4 separate regions of the Mus musculus genome follow, and all the other regions are linked to region 1. The links are chromatin contacts, called in public Hi-C and promoter capture Hi-C maps. All regions are on one chromosome and are shown on one strand. The core of a region is the stretch at or near the end of the contact, and the rest is flanking DNA. Distances in the headings are between cores, read along the strand shown. Region 1 holds the start of Ascc2 (activating signal cointegrator 1 complex subunit 2). Region 2 holds the start of Pik3ip1 (phosphoinositide-3-kinase interacting protein 1). Region 3 holds the start of Urgcp (upregulator of cell proliferation). Region 4 holds the start of Smtn (smoothelin).

The links. Promoter capture Hi-C pulls out the DNA fragments that hold promoters and counts their contacts. A called contact is a pair of places that touch in the nucleus more often than the background predicts. Capture Hi-C pulls out chosen DNA fragments and counts their contacts.
Region 2: a contact with region 1 is called in a promoter capture Hi-C map of liver, with 2.5 times the contacts expected there. The contact joins the promoter of Pik3ip1 here to the promoter of Ascc2 in region 1. A contact is called at or near these places in 2 of 39 promoter capture datasets (both in liver) and 1 of 115 datasets of contacts at active chromatin or transcription factors (astrocytes).
Region 3: a Hi-C map of B cells shows a contact between it and region 1, with 6 read pairs. The contact joins the promoter of Urgcp here to the promoter of Ascc2 in region 1. A contact is called at or near these places in 1 of 39 promoter capture datasets (liver) and 1 of 484 Hi-C or Micro-C datasets (B cells).
Region 4: a promoter capture Hi-C map of liver shows a contact between it and region 1, with 2.8 times the contacts expected there. The contact joins the promoter of Smtn here to the promoter of Ascc2 in region 1. A contact is called at or near these places in 2 of 39 promoter capture datasets (both in liver), 1 of 115 datasets of contacts at active chromatin or transcription factors (astrocytes) and 2 of 9 other capture datasets (adipose tissue and liver).

What each region holds. Positions count from the first base shown.
Region 1 is chr11:4,636,431-4,639,111 of GRCm38.p6, forward strand. Ascc2 (activating signal cointegrator 1 complex subunit 2) reads left to right here and starts at 1,320. Exons shown (of 20, transcript NM_029291.2): 1 at 1,320-1,392.
Region 2 is chr11:3,329,349-3,332,029 of GRCm38.p6, forward strand. Pik3ip1 (phosphoinositide-3-kinase interacting protein 1) reads left to right here and starts at 1,383. Exons shown (of 6, transcript NM_178149.4): 1 at 1,383-1,656; 2 at 2,567-2,681. The coding sequence starts at 1,587. Gm12592 (predicted gene 12592) reads right to left here and starts at 1,842. Exons shown (of 2, transcript NR_165248.1): 1 at 1,566-1,842.
Region 3 is chr11:5,739,832-5,742,512 of GRCm38.p6, forward strand. It overlaps Urgcp (upregulator of cell proliferation), which reads right to left and starts at 1,345. Exons shown (of 6, transcript NM_178623.3): 1 at 1,266-1,345. The coding sequence starts at 1,279.
Region 4 is chr11:3,537,921-3,540,601 of GRCm38.p6, forward strand. It overlaps Smtn (smoothelin), which reads right to left and starts at 1,372. Exons shown (of 20, transcript NM_001284427.1): 1 at 1,192-1,372. Gm11946 (a long non-coding RNA gene) reads left to right here. Exons shown (of 6, transcript XR_001780145.2): 3 at 1-1,795; 4 at 2,520-2,681.

The DNA of each region.
Region 1 (2,681 bases), core at 70-2,569:
GCTGATACCTTGATTGAAGTCTTGTGGGACACTCAGATGTAAACAGGACTTGCTAAGTCATGCCTAGATCCGTTGTTTATTTATTGTTTTTCAAAACAGAGTTTCTGTGTAACAGCCCTGGCTGTTCTGGAACTAACTTTGTAGACCAGGCTAGCCTTGAACTCACAGAGATAAGCCTGCCTCTGCCTCCCTAGTGCTGGGATTAAAGTCCTGTGCCACCACCACCCAGTCAGGTTTAGATTCTTAATCAAAGAAAATGTGGGCTGTTTTGTAATAAGCTGCAAAGTCTGTGAGAACTTTTTTCGTGGTGAAATATAACCAATTAGCACACTCCTCCCATTTCTGGTTTAGAGCCCATCTACCCACTAATTCAGCCGCTTAACATCTCTCCCATTACTTCACAACTATTTGCTTGTTTTCCTGACAATGTGAGCCCTTCCACAGTATAGCCCTGGCTGTCCTGGAACCCTCAGTCATTCCTCAGCCTCCCAAGGGCTAGAATTACAGGCTGCACCAGCAGCAGCAGCTGGCTATTACCCACTAGTTTTCTGTGATGATCCTTATCCAGCCTTGGGAGCCACTAGCTCTTCACCATCTGAGACATTTCTTTGGAAAAAATGTATCCTGTTCTTAAAATAGCTATACTCAGCCTTTCTGATTTAAACAACATGTGGTAGACACTTTTAACTCCAGCATCTGCGAGGCTGAAGCAGGAGGATAGTCATCAGTTCCAAGCTATACTGAGTTACACAGTGAGTTTTGGGTCAGCTTGCCTACAGTGTACCCGGCTAAATACATGGACAAATCTTAAGTGTACAATTTGCTAAGTCTGCCTAAGTAAACCCATCTGTCCGTCTGTGTATGTGGCCACCGCCAAGATGAAGACCTCCATTTTCATTTGTGGGATCTTCCTGTTTACTAACCTAAGAAGTAACCACCATCAAAAGCCATAACTACACATTTTTAACTGTTTTAGAGCGTTCGGTAAGTGAACTATACGAGCTCATCTGCCTTCCTCTGCTCTCTCAACGTCACATTTGTGATTTTGACTCGTTCAAACTTCTCTGGATTAAATTTGAAAACTGGTAACTGAGTAGGGTGGAAGCCTGGATTTCTGAGAGCTTCCCAAACTGGATTGCCTTAACCCAGGAGGGTGGCCACCAAGAGGGAGTGGTCAGGGTCAAATTCCTGCGCCTCCAGGGGGCGGGGTCGTCTCTGTGGGGCGTGGCCGTGGCATTCCCCACCTCCACAGTTGGCGCCGGGGGCGGGGCCAGGCAGAGCAGGTTGGCTTCCTTTCTGCGCCTACGGAATCGCAGTTTGACCCCGGAAGTGCTGGATCTGTGGAAGCTGTGGTGTTTTGCAGCTGAACATCTCGGGTGTGGAGCCGGGGAGGTAAGTACGTGCCGGGGCCCCACCGGTGGTGCTCGGGAGGAGCCAGGACCGTGCTTCGGGCGCCCTCGGCACCCTCCAGCCCACGGGCTTCGCGGCGGAGCCAGGCTTACACTGCCCCAGCCGCTGTGATTCCCCCCACTTGGAGAACCAGAGCCTGGAGTTCCGGTTCATTTTAAGGCTTGGTCCTAGAGAGACCTGGGACGATCCCCGGTCCCCACCACCTTCTCCCAAGCTTCAGTTTCCTCCATGTTCATTCATTTGTTCAGCATGTATTTGTTGATCGACAGCCACGTGCCTAGTACAGACCTAGGCGCAGAGGGTACAAAGAGCAGGACAGACGAGGCTCTGCTCTCGTGAAGCTTACAGTCTAGAGGAAGGAGACAGTTACACATTAAAGATATGACAGTGAGTAACAAGGAGAGAGACTACAGGGAGAAGACCAGAGAAGGTTTTCTGATAGAGAAACTAAAGCAACAGTAGCTCCGAGATGCTCTCTGGCATATTACAACTGTTGATTATATCACGACCCTCCACCCGTCCACCCGGAAACAGTTAACTATTGATTGGCCTCTGCTGCTTTGCCCAGCATAGACTGTAGAGTGGTGCACACCGGTCCTGGTCCTTTTAAAACTCAAAGTCTAGTGCCTGCGTACATAGTTGGGACTGAAGCATCTAGAGTCAGATGTGATGACACATACTTGTAATCTCAGCACTCAGGAGGTTGAGTCAGAAAGATTGGTTCAAAAACAGCTTAGGCTACATGAGACCCTGTCTACGATGTAACAAAATTAATTAATTAATTGATTCATATATATATATATGTATATATATATGAATGAATGCGAGGAAAGAGTGGTGTGTGATGTTGCATATAGTAGTGTATACCAGCACTCAGGACACTGAGGCAGGAGATTGCTACAGTTAAGAGCCAGTTTATATGGCAAGACCTTGTTTCCTAGTATTTGAAAACAAAATTATGTTAATGCCAAGAAAAGCACTTAGAAGAGCACTCAGTATCTAACAAACATGCTGCTCTTGTCTTATCAATATGTCTTATATTGCCAGGGCTGGGCCAGACATATTGACTTGTCAATATGTTTTATATCACCTGGTAAGAAATAGCTGGTCATATCCTCAGCTTGTCTGTGAGGACATAGTGACTTCCTCCTCCTAGCCTTGATGTATTCATGTGTGTCATATGCTCTTTTGCTGGCATGCCTTTTGAAAGGGTTCGTTGATCTCCATTGCATGGCTGGCCCAATACACATGTCCTTCCTGTGGATAAGGCC
Region 2 (2,681 bases), core at 133-2,632, 1.3 Mb before region 1:
TTACACACATGGGCACACACCATGTGATCTGACCCTACACACACACATACCACACACATATATACACACCACATGCACACCCCCCCACCCCTCCCCAACCCCACCCCCACACGCACACACACGCACTCTTTGGGGGGCGGTGTTTATATGTGTGTTTTGCCAGCATATGTGTATGTGCATGACTGAGTATCAGAGGAGGGAGTCCATATTCTGGATCTGGACACAGATGGCCTTATGCTAAGTGCTGGGAACTGAACTAAGTGCTCCGCAAGAGCAACAAGTGCTCGTAACTAATGAGCCACCTCCCCAGTCCGGACAATGGTTTTAAAAGGCATGTCAGGTGGTTTGGGGACATGGTTCAGAGACTAGGAGTACTTGCTGCTCTTCAAGAAGAGCTGACCCGAGTTCCACTGCCTACTTCAGCTACCTCCCATGGTCGACAACTGCCTATAACCCCAGTTCTTGAGGCCCTGAAGTTTTCCTATGGCCTGAGTACAGACACAGATAAACCCACAAATAAAAATAACCCTTTTCTTCTTAAAAGACACATCAGGGTTCAATCACTTCTCATAGTTAGAATCACATTAGCTTTCCACTATGATAAAGTCTATAAAACTTACTTCATAGTGTTATTTTTTTCCTCCCTACATTGTGGCAAGATCAAAACAGAGTTTCTATTCTTGGATTTGCCCCAGTCACAAGGTAGTCTTGGCAAACCACCCTGTTCTCTCAGTTTACTGAGGCTGCTTGGGAACTTCAACTGCCAGCCAAATAGAAACTCCAAAAGCCCTAAGTTATGTGGATGTGGTTTAACTGTAGACACAAATTATTGCAACTAGATTTCCTATATACTGCTTGAGGGGAGTTGGAAGGAAGACATTTTACTTCTGGGCTGGTAAAAAGGGTGGACTTTACAATATAGCTAAAGGAATTCAATGTTTGTGTAACATGTATTTTCAGCTAATGATACCCTTTCTGTGTTCCTACTATATATGGATAACCCAAACCTCAAATGTTAGTAAAGGAATGTGACTGAACTGGCCCTAGCAAAGTACAATTTAAATATATTGCTTCCAGACAGATAATTCTTAGTTGTGCTGTCTATGTGGTCTTAAATTCTTCCTGCTTCTGCAATCAGCATCCGCTCTTACAACTGTGTAGTGCTTTTGGGGCTCCTAATCCACCCCACTCCACGATGCCTTCTGACACAGTGACTCTGTACTCACACTGGTGGAAAAGGAAGAAAAGCCCTGGGCATGCAGTTGTGCAGGTCTCACGCGGAGCTGCTGCTAAGCAAAACCTCTCTGCCACTCTCGGCTTGGCTGAGTTCCTCTCTTGGCTCAGGGTTAGTGATCTGGTAAGGTCTAGGAGGCTTAGGACCCAGGGGGCGCCTTTCAGCTGAAAAACACCTCGGCTGCAGCAAGCTAGCTGGGAAGCTCCCAGTTCTAAAGAGAGGCTGTTTACCAGAAGAGCATAACAGGGGCCGGCCAGTCTGACTGCAAGGAGACAAAACTGCTGCCAAGGAGGACCCCCCCCCCCCATTTGGACACTGGCTGTTGAGTCACCTGCGAGCCGAAGAGACGAGGATGCTGTTGGCTTGGGTACACACATTTCTTCTCAGCAACATGCTTCTGGCAGAAGCCTATGGATCTGGAGGTGAGATTACGTTTTCTCCCCCTTTCTGCAGCAACTTAAATGAAACAGATTCCCCAAACGTGGTCAGGCCGACAGGGAAGGAAGGTTTTGGCTGCTTTTCTCGTTATCCTACGAAAGCATTCTTCTCTCCTCTCTCCTTCCTTGCCAGAGGCTTGCAGCTCCATCTTTGCCATTAAGAACAAAGACAAGTAGTCACTTTCTCTTTCCCTTTCCTTTCACACGAGTGGATGGAGTGGAATTCGTCTCTTCTACTCCCCAGAGTCTTACCCTTTTAAAGTCCGTTTGCTTTGTGTGGCAGGCGCACGAACCTCCCCTCTCCAGCCTCCTCCCGTGGCTCTCTGCTGAGGGGAGTGGGAGCTTAAGAGATGAGGCAGAGACCCTCAGCTGGGGTCTCTATTGGATCTTTTGCTTCCCTGAATCAAAGGCTTTTGTGGAATTCTCTTGGGAGCTGGCGGTGTCTGTTAAACTAGCAGAAAGTGGCTGTATTCGTAGAGAAGGGAACACCAGTTTATATAACATTGACTTCTCAACACTGGGATGACTTCCATGTCTGACTGCCCAGAACCAAACTCACCATCTCCACAGAAAGACCTTAGGGAGAAAGACCTTCTTGTACCTTCAAAGTGGTCCCAAGTCCAAGAATAACAACCCTTTGCAGTTGTGCAGCGATCTTAAGCTTTTTTAAAAGGAAGGAAGGAAGGAAGGAAGGAAGGAAGGAAGGAAGGAAGGAAGGAAGGAAGGAAGGAAGGGAAGGGAAGGGAAGGGAAGGGAAGGAAGAAGAAAGCTAAATCGAGTGTTGTGTGTGGACCAAACGCCGCCAGGGGCGTGACACTCTGAGGTACACAGGGCTTTCTCCCGCGGGGCCAGAGAAACGCACTAAGAGTCTCGGGCGGGTTCCTCTTCCTCATAGGCTGCTTCTGGGACAACGGCCACCTGTACCGGGAGGACCAGCCCTCGCCCGCGCCGGGTCTCCGCTGCCTCAACTGGTTGGCCGCGCAAGGCAGCCGCGAGTCGCTCACCGAGCC
Region 3 (2,681 bases), core at 95-2,594, 1.1 Mb after region 1:
ATGGCAGCTGCCACAGGCTCAAACACTGCCTTACACTTTCCTATGAGGCTGGGCAAGAATGTAGAGGGACCTTGGCCCTCTGGGTCCAAAGCCTGGCCTGCCCAGGATGGATCACAGTTTATTCTCCTTATGAGCTCAAAGTACTGGATACCCAGCTGGCATTGAAAAAGGCCTGGTCTCAGAAGTGCCTGCTTGCCCTCGAGCCTAGAAAGGCATTAGGCAGGTGGAAATTGCCCATGATCTGACTGGCGCCTGCAGGCCTGGATCAAGTTCAGATTGCTTCATTCACCTTCATTCAGACCACTGTACCGAGCCAAATCACTCCCTAGCATAGTGAAGTCTGCCTTTGTGGGAGAGCTAACTTCTACATGCTTCCCCCAGAAGTCCTCCTGCACCTGTAAGTCTTCTAACTGCAATGATACACAGCGTGGGCTGCTACCAGTACTACTGGGTCTGAGACCCTCTGAATGATGGCGTACAGTCAAAAAGATGTTTACCACCTATAGCGATGACCTTGAGACCCATTTTCCTTTCTGTGACATAAAAGCATTAGTCCAATCATGTCATTTCAGATCTCATAACCAGTAAAATCAAATCAAACGGTAGTAATGAACTGTTGAGAAAATGAGAAAAAAATACAAACTATGTGTCACTATATAATTTCCTAAGAACACTATTTGGGAGAGAGAACGAGCACTAGGAAAGAGGTAATACCAGAACAAGTGTAGCCATCCCACAGAAGCACCCCCACCCCCACCCCAACACAGGCAGTCTTAGATCCCGAATCCGCTTTTTCACTCTGGACAAGGGTCCAGTCCAGCTGAGCCCCACTTGCCCTGACGTGGGACAGCCTGGGGATGTCCCCTAATGACTGTGAACCCAAGCATCAACTTCCAACGCAAGCAAGTCTAAACGCCAGAAACACACGTCAGGCCTGCTAAGCCGCTCTGCGGCCTCAGCCGAGCCCTAGGACCCCGAGTCCCCTCCCGCAGCTTCCTTGCTGCCCCTCTCCAGAACCCGTTTCTCCGGCCCTGACCGGCCGCTGTCCTGGCTGGTCCTGCCCGCGGCCCTGCCGGGAGACCCTGGCCCGGCTACGACCGCCCAAGGTCGGCGGGGGAGGCCGCGGGTCGTGGACAGGCACCTGGCGGGACAGAGTCAGCCGGGGTCCGGCCGAGGCCAAGGGGGCGCCGGGTGGTGGACACGCACAGTTCCGCCCGCCCCTCGCCCAACAGGCGCCCCCCGCACACCCGGAGCGCCTCACTCACCCCGGCGACGCCATGAGCGCAGCGGCCTGGGCGCTCCCGCCTCCTCCGCTGCTTGCGCGGCTGCCGCCGGGCGCCGGGGAGGGGCCTGTAGGCCGCCCCCGCCCGCTCCGTTAGGGCGTCGGGCGCCGTGGGCTGAGCTCAGTGGAGGGCAGGCGGGCGCCTGGGGCGAGGGAGAGGACGCCCTGGGCCCAGAGCACTACCTACGGCAGCCACCGGCCAGGCCGGCCCGCTGCCCGGAGGCTGGAACTCACCTGCGGAGCCAGACCTGCCCTGGGGCCACTGACAGCTGCCAGACTGCTGGACACCACCCTCTAGTCCCCGCATTCTGATGTTAATTTCTGTAAGAAACGCACTTTCCTCTACCTCTGGGGTGTACAGTGTTGCTGTTCTAAAGGAAAACAACATCTCTCCTGCTACTAGTTCGCAGCGGGGTGGAGTAATGTTGGCCTCTGAGCTGGTTTCCCACTTTTTTTTTAAGTGTGTATATTAAGCCTTATCTTGTATTACATAGAAATAAAAAGTTTAGAACTTGTGCAGTGGGGTTTCCCAGAATCACCTACAAGCTATGAATATTTAGGCATGTAAAATTTTGAGGCTTGGTTCCAGCCCCTGCTAAATTAGTTTCAAAGACAAATTATATCTTTTAAGAGAAAATACCTAATTTAAAGAAACAAACTCTGGACTATGCAGTGCAAACCACTGCTGGTGGCATTTTTGTGTTATCACATTAAGTTGTTTTTTCAATTTATTTTTTTCATACAGTGCATTTTCCTTTCTGTGACATAAAAGCATTAGTCCAATCATGTCATTTCAGAACTCATAACCAGTAAAATCAAATCAAACGGTAGTAATGAACTGTTGAGAAAATGAGAAAAAAAATACAAACTATGTGTCACTATAATTTCCCTTCCCAGCTCCTCCCCACCTTCCTACCTTCAAGTTCTTTTTCTTTATTTTCATTGAGACAGGTTCTCTGTTTAACACTGTCCTGCCAAGAGCTTGCTGTGTAGACCAGGATGGCCTTGAATTCATGGAGTTCCACCTGCCTGCTTTTTCTCCAGAGTGCTGAGATTAAAAGTGTGCACCACCATGCGGGGCAGGGCCCAACATTGAGATAGTATTCTCTTCACCACTAAGAATATTAAACACCGGGCTGGAGAGATGGCTCAGTGGTTGAGAGCACTGAATGCTCTTCCAGAGGTCCTGAGTTCAAATCCCAGCAACCACATGGTGGCGCCCAACCATCGGTAATGAGATCTGACGCCCTCTCCTGGAGTGTCTGAAGACAGCTACAGTGTATTTACAGATAATAAAATAAATAAATCTTAAAAAAAAAGAATATTAAACACCAAAGAGATTATAAAGCACCGAAGAGATAATTGAACAATTTGCCCATCGACCAGAACACCTAGGCTG
Region 4 (2,681 bases), core at 122-2,621, 1.1 Mb before region 1:
ACTAAGACTGTCATTCCCACAGGTATGGGAGCTACCTGTGTCTGGCAGTTCTTGGAGCCAGCCTTCAGTTTTGACTCCTTTCCTCCCTGATGTCAGCAGACCTGACCTTGGGGAGCCAGGTGTCCCTCTCTCCCTGTCCATTCACACACTCAGAATTCACTCACAGTTCACTTTCCAACTGGAAGGGCCTTGGGAAGCTGACCCACCCAACCTCTGGACTTCAGGCAAACTGAGAGGATGGGAGATGGTCAAAGATTCATCACAGGGGGTCAGAAAAACTCAGACTCAAAGGGCAGAAAGAACCTAACACAAATCTTGGTGACTTCTGCCTTCTGAAGTCCCCTTCCAAGATGCTGCCCAAGACTCCAGGCTGTTTGTTTCTTGTTCAACCACTGACCGTCAAAATGGATTCCTAAATCTGGTGCCAGTCTCTAGCCCAAATCACTCCTTCCTGGAGTCCCCAGTGTCTCTGGAATTTGTGGTTCCATGGTCTAGCACACCTGGATGTTTTGCTAATGTGGTGACTGAAATGGCCTCTGGACCCCCCACCTCCATTGATTCATCCCGAAATCATCCACTCCCTCTCTACAACAGTCACTTGGTGTGAGTCACCCCATCCGGTGAATGGGTCTGGGGGAGTCCCAGTGCGCACTAGTTGGAGTTGGAAGGCACTGCTAGAGTCTTTACCTCCTAGTCTAGATACTCTGTCTGGGGTAACTACCCCTCCCCAGTGCCCAATCTTAAGTATTGTGGACATGCTATGCTTCTTCATGTTGGGTAAGGGTGTTGTTAGTTCCAAACCTAGGTGATACTCGGGACTGTCTGCTCAGAAATTCCTGCCACTGCTTGCCACCATTCTCATGGCTTCATGCTACAGAGTTTTCAGTCCTGGGGATTGTTAAGGCCCTGCGAGAGATGGGTCAGGATCTGGGAAAGATTCCTCGAGGTATCAGCTCCCTATAGATTAGTGTCTCTGGGGATCGAGAAGCCTCTTCCAAGTCCATAGAGTCTCTTCAAGACTCTTTCCCCAGGGTCTCAGAACTTCAACCATGTGTCTTTGGAGTTCTCGTGATTTGGCTAGGGTTCCCGGACCTGGGAGTTTCAGAATCCCTGTCCAGACATCCAGGTTTCACACCCCCTTCCCCGGACTCATCCGGACTCCTAGAGTAGACCCGAGATCCTCATACCCACCTCTCAGTCCGGCCCGCCGTTCCGGCGCAGTTTCGTGTTAGTTTGGTCGGGACCCGGTAGATGCAGTAGAGACCGGCAGACCGACGGGAGGAGCCGCAGCCCAGGAGCCCAGGCCGGTTCAGCAACGTACCCTGGACTCTGCTGCAGACGCCTGTCCCGCGGCGCCAGCCAGATGGCTGGCTCCGCCCTGCCAAGCTGTCCCAGCCAATTCTCTGTTGAGACACGCCCCTGCTCTGGTCCCATTGGGAAAATTCAATTTTTTAGGACCCGCCCCCAAAAGACTCCAGCCCCTCACTGTACAGGCATGTTGGGTATTGTAGTTTTGGGGACTGCTGTTGCGAGGTCCTAGACATCCTCGGGTGGGCTTCACCAGGATACAGGCTCTAAGCCAAAGTCCGGAATGTGCCACAAACCGGGCAAATAAGTATCTTGGGATCCTGTAAGCCCTGAGCGGTCCTGACAGCCCCTCCCTGCCCTCCTTTTTGTTCTTGAGACCACATCCTTTCTCCGGACTCCACCCACTAGGCGCCTTAGTACACAGACTGCCCAGTCAACTCAACGCTCAAAGGGCGCTTTCGGGACACCTGGTCTGTGCCACCTCAGGGTAAGGAGACTGGGTGACCAGCAGCATTTTGACAATTATTGAGTCGCCCAGGACATCTGAGATGGAGCAGGATCAATCATATCGTACCTTCCTTGCTCATATATGTAGCATGCTCTCCCAAATTCTTTAAAGTCTGCCTCTGAGACCCCCGAAGTTCTAAATAGGGAGTATGAACCTCGCAACTCAACAAATGGGGGAAACTGAAGATCCCAAGGAGACAATACAAAGAGTCAACCAGGAGACCCAAGAGCTCAGACCCTGGAGGGAAAGCTTCCCTGTCATCCTGGAGGCTGTGGAGCCGCCCTACTGGTCTTGCCTAAGAAAAAAGTAGGGTGGAGCCTGGGCAGATAAAGTCTGGAGTCCAGCTTGATAAATAAAAACTGTAAATCAAATAAAAACCATAAAAGCACCAACGTATTTCTTGTGTGTGTGTGTGTGTGTGTTGTGTGTTGTGTATCAGATTATAATATCCATAACAACTTAATGAGATTTGACTGTTCCCTTATACAGATGAGACAAAAGCCTATGGGTAATGGAGTCGAGGTTCATCCCACCTAGCAGGGATTCTAATCTCTGCTAACACTATAATGTGGAACTGAGGTAGGGCTGAGCTGGCTCCTGTAGTCTCTCAGAGAGCTCCAACTCAGATTTCTCCAAGACCAACCTTTACACACCCAAAGAGAGGACCTGTGTCCATTTAAAGTCTTTTTGTTTCCTCCCACAGCCCCAAGAGGTGGTCCTCTCACCTTATATATTGGAAAATAAGACCTAGAGAAGGAAGCCCCTTGCGGGGGAGGCAGAAGAAATGCGCCAAACCGACGAAGACGCCGGCTGTGGAGGTTTCCTAGTCTTCCCTACCTGAGTGGGAAGCCGATTGCTCCAGTGA